Linked DNA regions of Anas platyrhynchos: region 1 is linked to region 2. A link is a contact called in public Hi-C data. All regions are on one chromosome and are shown on one strand. Each heading gives the region's core, a stretch centred on a gene start, on an enhancer-like site or on the middle of the called end of the contact. The rest is flanking DNA. Distances are from core to core; before and after follow the strand shown.

Region 1 (3,873 bases), core at 159-2,658, 44 kb after region 2:
AGGAAGCTTACTTGAAATAGAAATAGAATTCACTGGCTCCTTTTCCTTTGTTTCTTTCATTCTGTTATTCACACATTCAAGCATATGTAACAAACATCTACTATCAAGCACAAAAGAGATATGAAAGGAAACAGGAATGTTTCCTTCACAGAAAGCATGGCTGAAGTAAGCAAAATAAAAGCTTTGGAGAAATCAGCCTGGAGTGTTTAGTGAGAACAGTATCTGGACACCAACATTCAGCTAGTCAGCTAATTATTCACCACACAGTCACACTTCTGTTTCAAAGGAGAGACAAGAATAAACAGAAAAAACAAGTACCACAACTTAAGCAAATATTTATGAACTCTAGATCTAGTTAAAAAGAAAGAAAACACGAGAGGGCAGGACACAGCTGTTCAGTCGCTAGGGATAGCATCCACCCTGTCCAACTCCTGCTACTTAAAAGTTAGGTCTCCAGTTTAAGCCGGACATCTAGGCTACACGTGAAGAAGGACCTTCTGGGGGTCACGGACTGCAGAAATGCATCTTTTGTCAGCTACAGAATATTGTTCTGGAACCAAAGCCTGCCAGGCTCCTGGGATGTCGGACTATTTCTGTAAAGACTGATAAAAGGTGGTTAAGAAAATTGAGCTGACATGTGCTGTTCTGCTACCTGTACATGTAAATTCTCTGAAGAAGTTTACACCTCCAGCGGTCAATAGGTAGGCGTGCACAAAGCTGAGTTTGAAAACCACTGCTATAACAGAATGCTTAACTTCTACACAGCTAAAACAGCTCATTTGGACCAAAAATTCTGGACTGTATACTAGTATAATCAATGAAATTTAGCATATTATTTCCTTCATTCCCTAACTATATTTTGCTTGACAAAATAGTTTCTTCTGCAGTGAAAAAAACAGTTAATGTCAGGAACAACAGCGCTGTTAGTTATAACTGGAACTGTTGACTTAACAAGGAAGCCAGAGACTTGGCAAAATCATGAACTTTTCAGACGCAAAGTGAAAACAGAGTGCACACTGCCACTTCAGGACCAACTACAAAAAATCCAAGACAATGATGTCATGGAAAAAAATGACAAAATGAAAAAATGACAAAAAGTGGTCAAAAGCTACTAAAGAACTGAATAAATTGTAAAGGAAAAGAATTCCCGGGACAATTGGATATAAGCTTTTGCCATGTAATAACTGCTCTTCAGAAAATGTACTTCTTGCTCACTAATGTGAGACCAAGCATTCACACTACTACTACTACTGCAAAAATGTGCGCTGCATTCAGACTTCACCAACGAACTAATGTAACAACTCATATTATGCTTAAGAAAAGCTGGTTTTGGAAGATTTTAACAGTCTACATTTTCTCTGTCAGAATGTACCAACACACAAAGCAATTCATGATACAAGCAACATTGGAATGTGAATGTGACCTTGGCATACACAGTGCTATAGTAACAGTAATAGCTACAGCCAACTAAAACAGAAGGCATGTTAAAAAAAATGCTTTCTTCAAAGCACCTCAACTTTAATCCTTCAACATTTGGTCTCAGAGATAAAAACCCTTCCCCAGCTGGAATTTCATTAGCGTGTTCCTTTTTTTTTTTTTTTCTCTAGCTACACGCATTAGCTTTGGTTTTGTTTTAACTTCCAAATCGTGTCAGGTTACAGATGTGTGACAGCACGAATTTAAGGAAGAAGAGAAAAAAAAACTACCATGGTATATCTGCACTCCACTCTACCCTAATGAACACTGATGATTCTACAGCACATTTCTAACTGAAGTTTCCAACTGAGATATATATATATATATACACACACACGCACACACACGTGCTCACACACACAAATTTATTCTGGAACTTCAAAATATCAGCAGGCAATTTAGAAGAGTGTATAAAAGCCAGCTGTCCGTTCATTATGACAACTGATAGAGATCATTAGACATAGTAAAAACAACAACAACAAAAACTCTTTTCACTGTCATCATTTCCAGCTTAAACTTGAATGATAATGTAAAAAATATTAGTCAAGTCTTACCGTATGTTTACCGTTGCACACATCAGCACATCATTTAACATGAAAAGTCGCCGTTCTTTGGTTTTGATAATTTCTCCTTTGTCATTGTAAACTGTTTCAACCATATCATCAGTCCGCACAAGGTATCTGTTTCCACTGCTAAGTAGCTAGATTTTAAAAACAATCAACATCGTCTATTATACACTGTTCATCTAACATCCAGAACAACAACAACAAAAATGCAATATTGCCATATGACTACAAGCTCACAAGTGAATTTGCCAAATGAATTAAATGTCTTTACTGATTTGCTTTTCATTTCCTGCAGCAGTAACATAACCCCAGGATATGTCCTGCAGGGCTTTTAATTCTTCATATGGAACATGTAATTGCACTGAAAGTCTTCCATATTGATAAAGATCCTCTAGTGAAAAAAAAAGTCATAGCTTCCACAGTTTCTACTACTTCCTTCCTTCACCTCTTCTTTCATAGTCCGTTTAAACATTACACATGGTTCCAGCCATCCCAAAGGGGCAAGTCAGAGTGGGTGGAAGAAGAATGCTTTCAGCTTCTCTGTCTACATTGGCTTACAAAACCAGCAAAGGAGTGCAGCTGGCATATTTCCACAGACTGCCAAGAACTTGACATGCTCAAAAGGTGCAGGACATGTAAACTGTTCCTGCAATTTTCCTTCAAGTGCTGAGGCTCAGCCTTGCGTGCAAGCATGAACCAATTCCTTACAGGTCAAATACATCTCCATAGTGGCAGAGAAAACAAAACGGTCTGCAACGCACCCATTTCCTATCTATCCATTTCCTTCACCACCTGTTTCACCTTGCCTGGCATTGTATAATGGCATTGTCTAAATCTGTATAAGCAAATATTAAGTCACAAGTTGCACAAGGCGCTAAATGATTTGAAGTGACTACGCAGCTAGATCTCAAGTCTCCTGGTACAGAACAGGAGACTTTACAGTTGCTATCAACTGATAAAAAGAAATCTCGACCACCTGCTAAAGGGTACACTCTGTGTCTTTAACTCTTTCAGTCACTTGTAGATAATCATTAGTAGCTAATTCAAAAAGCAGGATTATGAGAACTAGAAAAAGTAAATTACCTGAACCCATTCTTTAATGCACTTAGAATGGAAATAACATGCCAGGATGACAATAAATTCAGTATTTCTTTTTTCATAAATAGCTTAATAGAAGTATGTTCTTGTTGACTACTTTCTGTTCTTAAAACTACCAGGGTTTTTATGAATCACAGACAAAAGCACTCCTTGCACTCCTTTAGCATGCCTCCATTACTCCATGCCAGAATAAGTACAATTATCTATAACTTCATGAAAGCAATAATTGAAGCACTGGGAAAAACAGAAGCATTTATGATGCAAATAAGCATACATATATCTACAATACAGATAGCTACTAACAAACTCAAAGAAAATTGTTCCTTCCCCATAACTGAATGTCTTCCGCAGTTCTTCAAAGACATTTCTATTGTAAGATCTAAATATATGAATGAAACAGACTGGGGTGTTCTTCAAAATAGGAAAGATATTGGACATGTTCAATAGCACACTCTCAACCACTCTGCAGTTGGAAGCACTGTGGTTGAAGCAACTGGTTCCTTCCTTTACACAGGAGTAATTCCTTGGTTCTAAGATAAATTTAAGGTGAAGTTTCTCATGCAGAAGATTTGCTTGAAAACTTGATACAGAAAAAGAAAACATTATTTTCTACACTGCCACAAAATACAAGCACTGCTGCTGCTATTTCAGCATTTTACCCACCCCACCACGCAGTGGTTTAAACCAGTGAACCCATTCTGTCTTGAAGGTAACTCACTTCTCACACCTACCA
Region 2 (4,129 bases), core at 25-2,524:
GATATATCATAATGCATGTAAATGTTTTCTTGCAGACGGCCCTTTGTAAAAATAGTTTTACCCATGTAGTTGACCAAGGGAAGCCAGCAGAGGTAATCTTTTTGTATTTCAGCAAAGCTTTCAGTACTGTCTCTCACAGTATCCTTCTGGACAAAATGCTGAGCTTACAGCTAGACAAAAACATAATGTGATGGGTGAACAATTGGCTGACAGGTCAGGCTCAAAGAGTTGTAGTAAGTGGGGTTACACCAGGCTTGAAGCCAGTCGCTAGTGTGATCCTACAGGGTTCCATTTAAGGGTCAGTTCTCTTTAATGTTTTTCAAAAATGATCTGGACACAACAGCCAAATGCTCACAAAGTTTGCAGATGACACTAAATTAGGAGGAGCTCTGTCCTGCTCTGTTCTGTGTTGGTGTGGCCTCACCTTGAGTACTATGTGCAGTTTGGGGCACCACAGTATAGAAAGGACATAAAACTATTAGAGAGTGTCAAAAGTAGGGCAACAAAGATGGTGAAGAGTCTAGAGGGCAAGATGTACAAGGAGCAGCTGAGGTCCCTTGGTTTGTTCAGCCCAGAGCAGAGCAGGCTGAGGGGAGGCCTCATGGCACCTGCAGCTCCCTCACGAGGGGAGCGAAGAGGCAGGTGCTGAGCTCTGCTCCCTGGGGACAGCGACAGGACCCGAGGGAATGGCATGGGGCTGGGACAGGGGAGGGTCAGGATGGGGGTTAGGGAAAGGTTATTCACTGAGAGGGTGGTTGGGTACTGGGCAGGCTCCCTAGGGCAGCGGGCATGACACCAAACCTACCAGAGTTCAGCAAGTGTTTGGAGATCAGAGTTTGAATTTTGGGTGGTCCTGTGTGGAGTCAAGAGTTGGACTCAGTGATCCTTGTGGGCCCCTTACAACTTGGGATATTCTATACACTTTTGTTTATAGACTCATACATACACTGATCACATAATTGTTTGGGTGGAAATGGACCTTAAAGATCACCCAGTTCCAACCCCCCTGACATGGGCAGGAACACCTCCCACTAGATGAGGCTGCTCAAAGCCCCATCCTGACTGGCCTTGGCACTTCCATGGATGGGGCATCCACAACTTCTCCGGGCAACCTATGCCAGTGTCTCAGTACCCTCAGAGTAAAGAATTTCTTCGTAACATCCAACTTGAATCTCCCCTTTTAGTTTAAAGCCATTACCTCTTGTCCTAGCACTGCATGACAAAGAGTCTCTCTTCAGCTTTCTTGTAGCCCCCCCTTAGGTACTAGTAGGCTGCTATAAGGTCACCCTGGAGGCTTCTCTTCTCTAGACTCAACAACTCCAGTTCTCTCAGCCTTGACGGTAACGAATTGACTTAAAAACTTCTCAGGGACAGATCCAAGGCCACTGAAGTGAATTTTAGCAATTTGAACGGCTTGAAATATGAAGAAAACTGAAGCTGATGGTAAAAATTAATTTTCTCTGGTTTTCTGACCACAGAGGACAATTCTGTGAGTGCAACTGTAAACAACTTGCACAGGCATTTTTGTCACATTCCATTTTTACCAGCTAACTCATTATACTCCCACTTTGTCTGCCCTGCAGTTGGTACAGCTGTCTGTTGAAACAGACACATTTAAAGGAAAACTGTAATATTGTCAACACCACAAGAAGCATATAAAAAGAACTATTCTTCTCATTCAAAGGGCCTTCTGAGATGGAGCAGGAACATACCCAAACCTGTATATTCTTTTACAAAGCACAAAGTTTTTGTATAGAAGATAATTTTGACATCTGTTTCAATTACACATCTATCTGAAATCCAAGAGCCGTCCTTTTTCCTCAAGTTCTTTTTTTTACACATTACAGGAAATACAGATATGCGAGGACAAAAATGTCTCATTCCCTTTGTTATTAAAAGAATCGAACTCCATTTTACTTTTTCACTTTTCATAAATACATTAGTCTCTAACTTCTATTCAGTCTTTTTTTTTTCCCCCCTCAGGCAGTCTTCTCCTAACTCTATGGCAACATCAGAGCTTCAGAACACACTGGATGCCACAGCGAGTCTGTCCTGCAGTGGAGGCTGACATAGCTAACTATTGTTTCAACAGCACGGGGCATAGCTGAAATGTTTCTTTTGAGGGGTTGCCCACTTGTACCATACAGCTGTGCCAAGAACTGAACCACATTAGTTCAAGGTTAATGAGAGATGCATAATGGGTATCATTGTCCACAAGGTGAAAGAAATTGTTTTTACTTCTTTAAAGAAGATACAGTAGTTGGGCAACACACACTCAGGTATAGGGATTTTCATTTGTTTAGTTTATTCAGCTAAATATTTTGGTTTATTCTACTTATACATTGTTAAAACTAGAGCAGCTCATAAATAGTTAGCCAAGTTTTAAAAACAAGACGAAACAGAACAGGATGGAATGCCATTCAATTCTCGACTTTATTCCGTTACATTCTCTGGCTTTTTTGTTGTTGTTTTTAAACGGACTGCCTTTGCAGAGCTTAAGGTTCTACATGCACAGAGAACTCCGTAGGATGAAGGCTGATACTAAACAGCAATGCAAATCCCAGATCAAGGGTCAAGGCTGAAGACAAGTTTCTTCTTCACAGAAAGAGTATCAGAAAATAAAATTAATACATAACAACAATTGATGCATTTCTCACACATCCTTTGCCAAGTAGCTTGAGGCATCGTGCCAGTGTGGGGCACTGTGCCGATGAAAGTGATTTCCTGAAACACTACAACTACTACAATAATGTATCATTAAAACAAGTGAATTGAAAGTCTTATCCAAGCGTGTTAAAAAAAAAAAAAAAGCAGGAAAAGTGTGTAACACCCATAATCAATACATTGGATGCCAAATCTGCTCATTGGGTAACAATTTTTAAAAAAAAGTTTAAATCAGAGTCTTAAAAAAGCAGGGAGGTGTGCAATGAGATTGTGTTCAGAGAATAATGTACTTTGCACTTAGCAAATGCACAGGCAGTTAAATTAAATGCTTATGAATCTGGGAGTGCCTTACAAGGAAGGTGTTTATGAAATGATCTTGAATATGCTCTTGGGCTTGCGTAAGTAAGGTCTTCAAAACTTGTCAGGTACCTTTATAAATAGTTTATAATGACCCAGAGCATATAAAATGTATGCACAATAATAAAAAGCAATCAAGAAAAAAGCAGCAGTAACTTGAGGAATATGGAAAAATAAAGGATTTGCACAAAGGGAAGAATAACAGTTGAGCCTTGTGTGACACCTGCATTCCTGTTGACAGAGCAAAAATGAATATTACTGAACTTGACTCCAAAATTCTAGAGTCAAGTCTTTACTACTAACTGAATCTCCCCTAAAGAGAGGACACAGAGGGAGAATACACCATTTCTTTGCTGATTTCCCCCCATATAGAAACGCTTCTTCTCTGCACAGTACAGAAGAGGTAGCTCAGATATATTTTGTTTCTGATATTGTTAAAATACATGTATATCCTATAGAGAGTGTCTAAACTTCCTTGTGTATTAAACCAATATTGCCAAAAAACATGGTATGGGCATCATAGCAGATAACTTTCGGAAATAGAAAACCAGGAAGTTATCAAAACAAGTCAGGTAACTGAGGAGAGCAATAAAAAGCAGTGAGCTGTTTTGTCTGGTGAGATGATTAACACAGGATCAGTAACTATGTATATCTTAGGATCAATAAAAAGCAACAGAAAATCAACATTTGTTTGCACTTCAGTGAGGAAGAAAACATGCTATGGTATGAGTATTTCTGTGAAATAAACACGACCATCAGCTAGTCATGCAAATATTCATCACAGTCTTGAATACAATTATCTGTGCTGCAAAAACATTATTCAACCCAGACACACCATTTCCAGTTGCAGCATTTCTTTATGTTGCTTGCTGCAGCATTCATTGCTTGTGTGTTAATTATAGCTATAGAAGTCAGTGGATCTATAACAACCAAGGCTCTGAAAATAATGGATGGGTCAGTTTCAATTGGGAAATTGAAAGAAACCTCCAGTGATGTTTTTGTAGGAAAACATGAAGTAAAAGCTGAAAAATTGAACTACTGTGTCTGAGAGAGATTGATAGAATCTTATTTGTCTCTCTCTGAACTTCTGTTTTCACTTCTGTAATTG

The links. A called contact is a pair of places that touch in the nucleus more often than the background predicts.
Region 1: a contact with region 2 is called in a Hi-C map of F5 follicle, with 2.1 times the contacts expected there. The contact joins two enhancer-like sites. A contact is called at or near these places in 2 of 8 Hi-C or Micro-C datasets (F5 follicle and small yellow follicle).

Annotation. Positions count from the first base shown.
Region 1 is chr3:99,209,188-99,213,060 of IASCAAS_PekinDuck_T2T, forward strand. It overlaps ARHGEF10 (Rho guanine nucleotide exchange factor 10), which reads right to left. Exons shown (of 28, transcript XM_072036375.1): 16 at 2,031-2,176. Among named protein-coding and RNA genes, the nearest start is that of ARHGEF10, 56 kb to the right of the region's middle. Within about 2 kb of position 1,409, at least 3 of the 8 cell types and tissues checked have an H3K27ac peak or open chromatin away from gene starts, as enhancers often do. A contact at or near this core is called in F5 follicle, where this site is marked.
Region 2 is chr3:99,164,852-99,168,980 of IASCAAS_PekinDuck_T2T, forward strand. All of the region lies in intron 25 of ARHGEF10 (Rho guanine nucleotide exchange factor 10), which reads right to left. Among named protein-coding and RNA genes, the nearest start is that of KBTBD11, 21 kb to the left of the region's middle. Within about 2 kb of position 1,275, at least 4 of the 8 cell types and tissues checked have an H3K27ac peak or open chromatin away from gene starts, as enhancers often do. A contact at or near this core is called in F5 follicle, where this site is marked.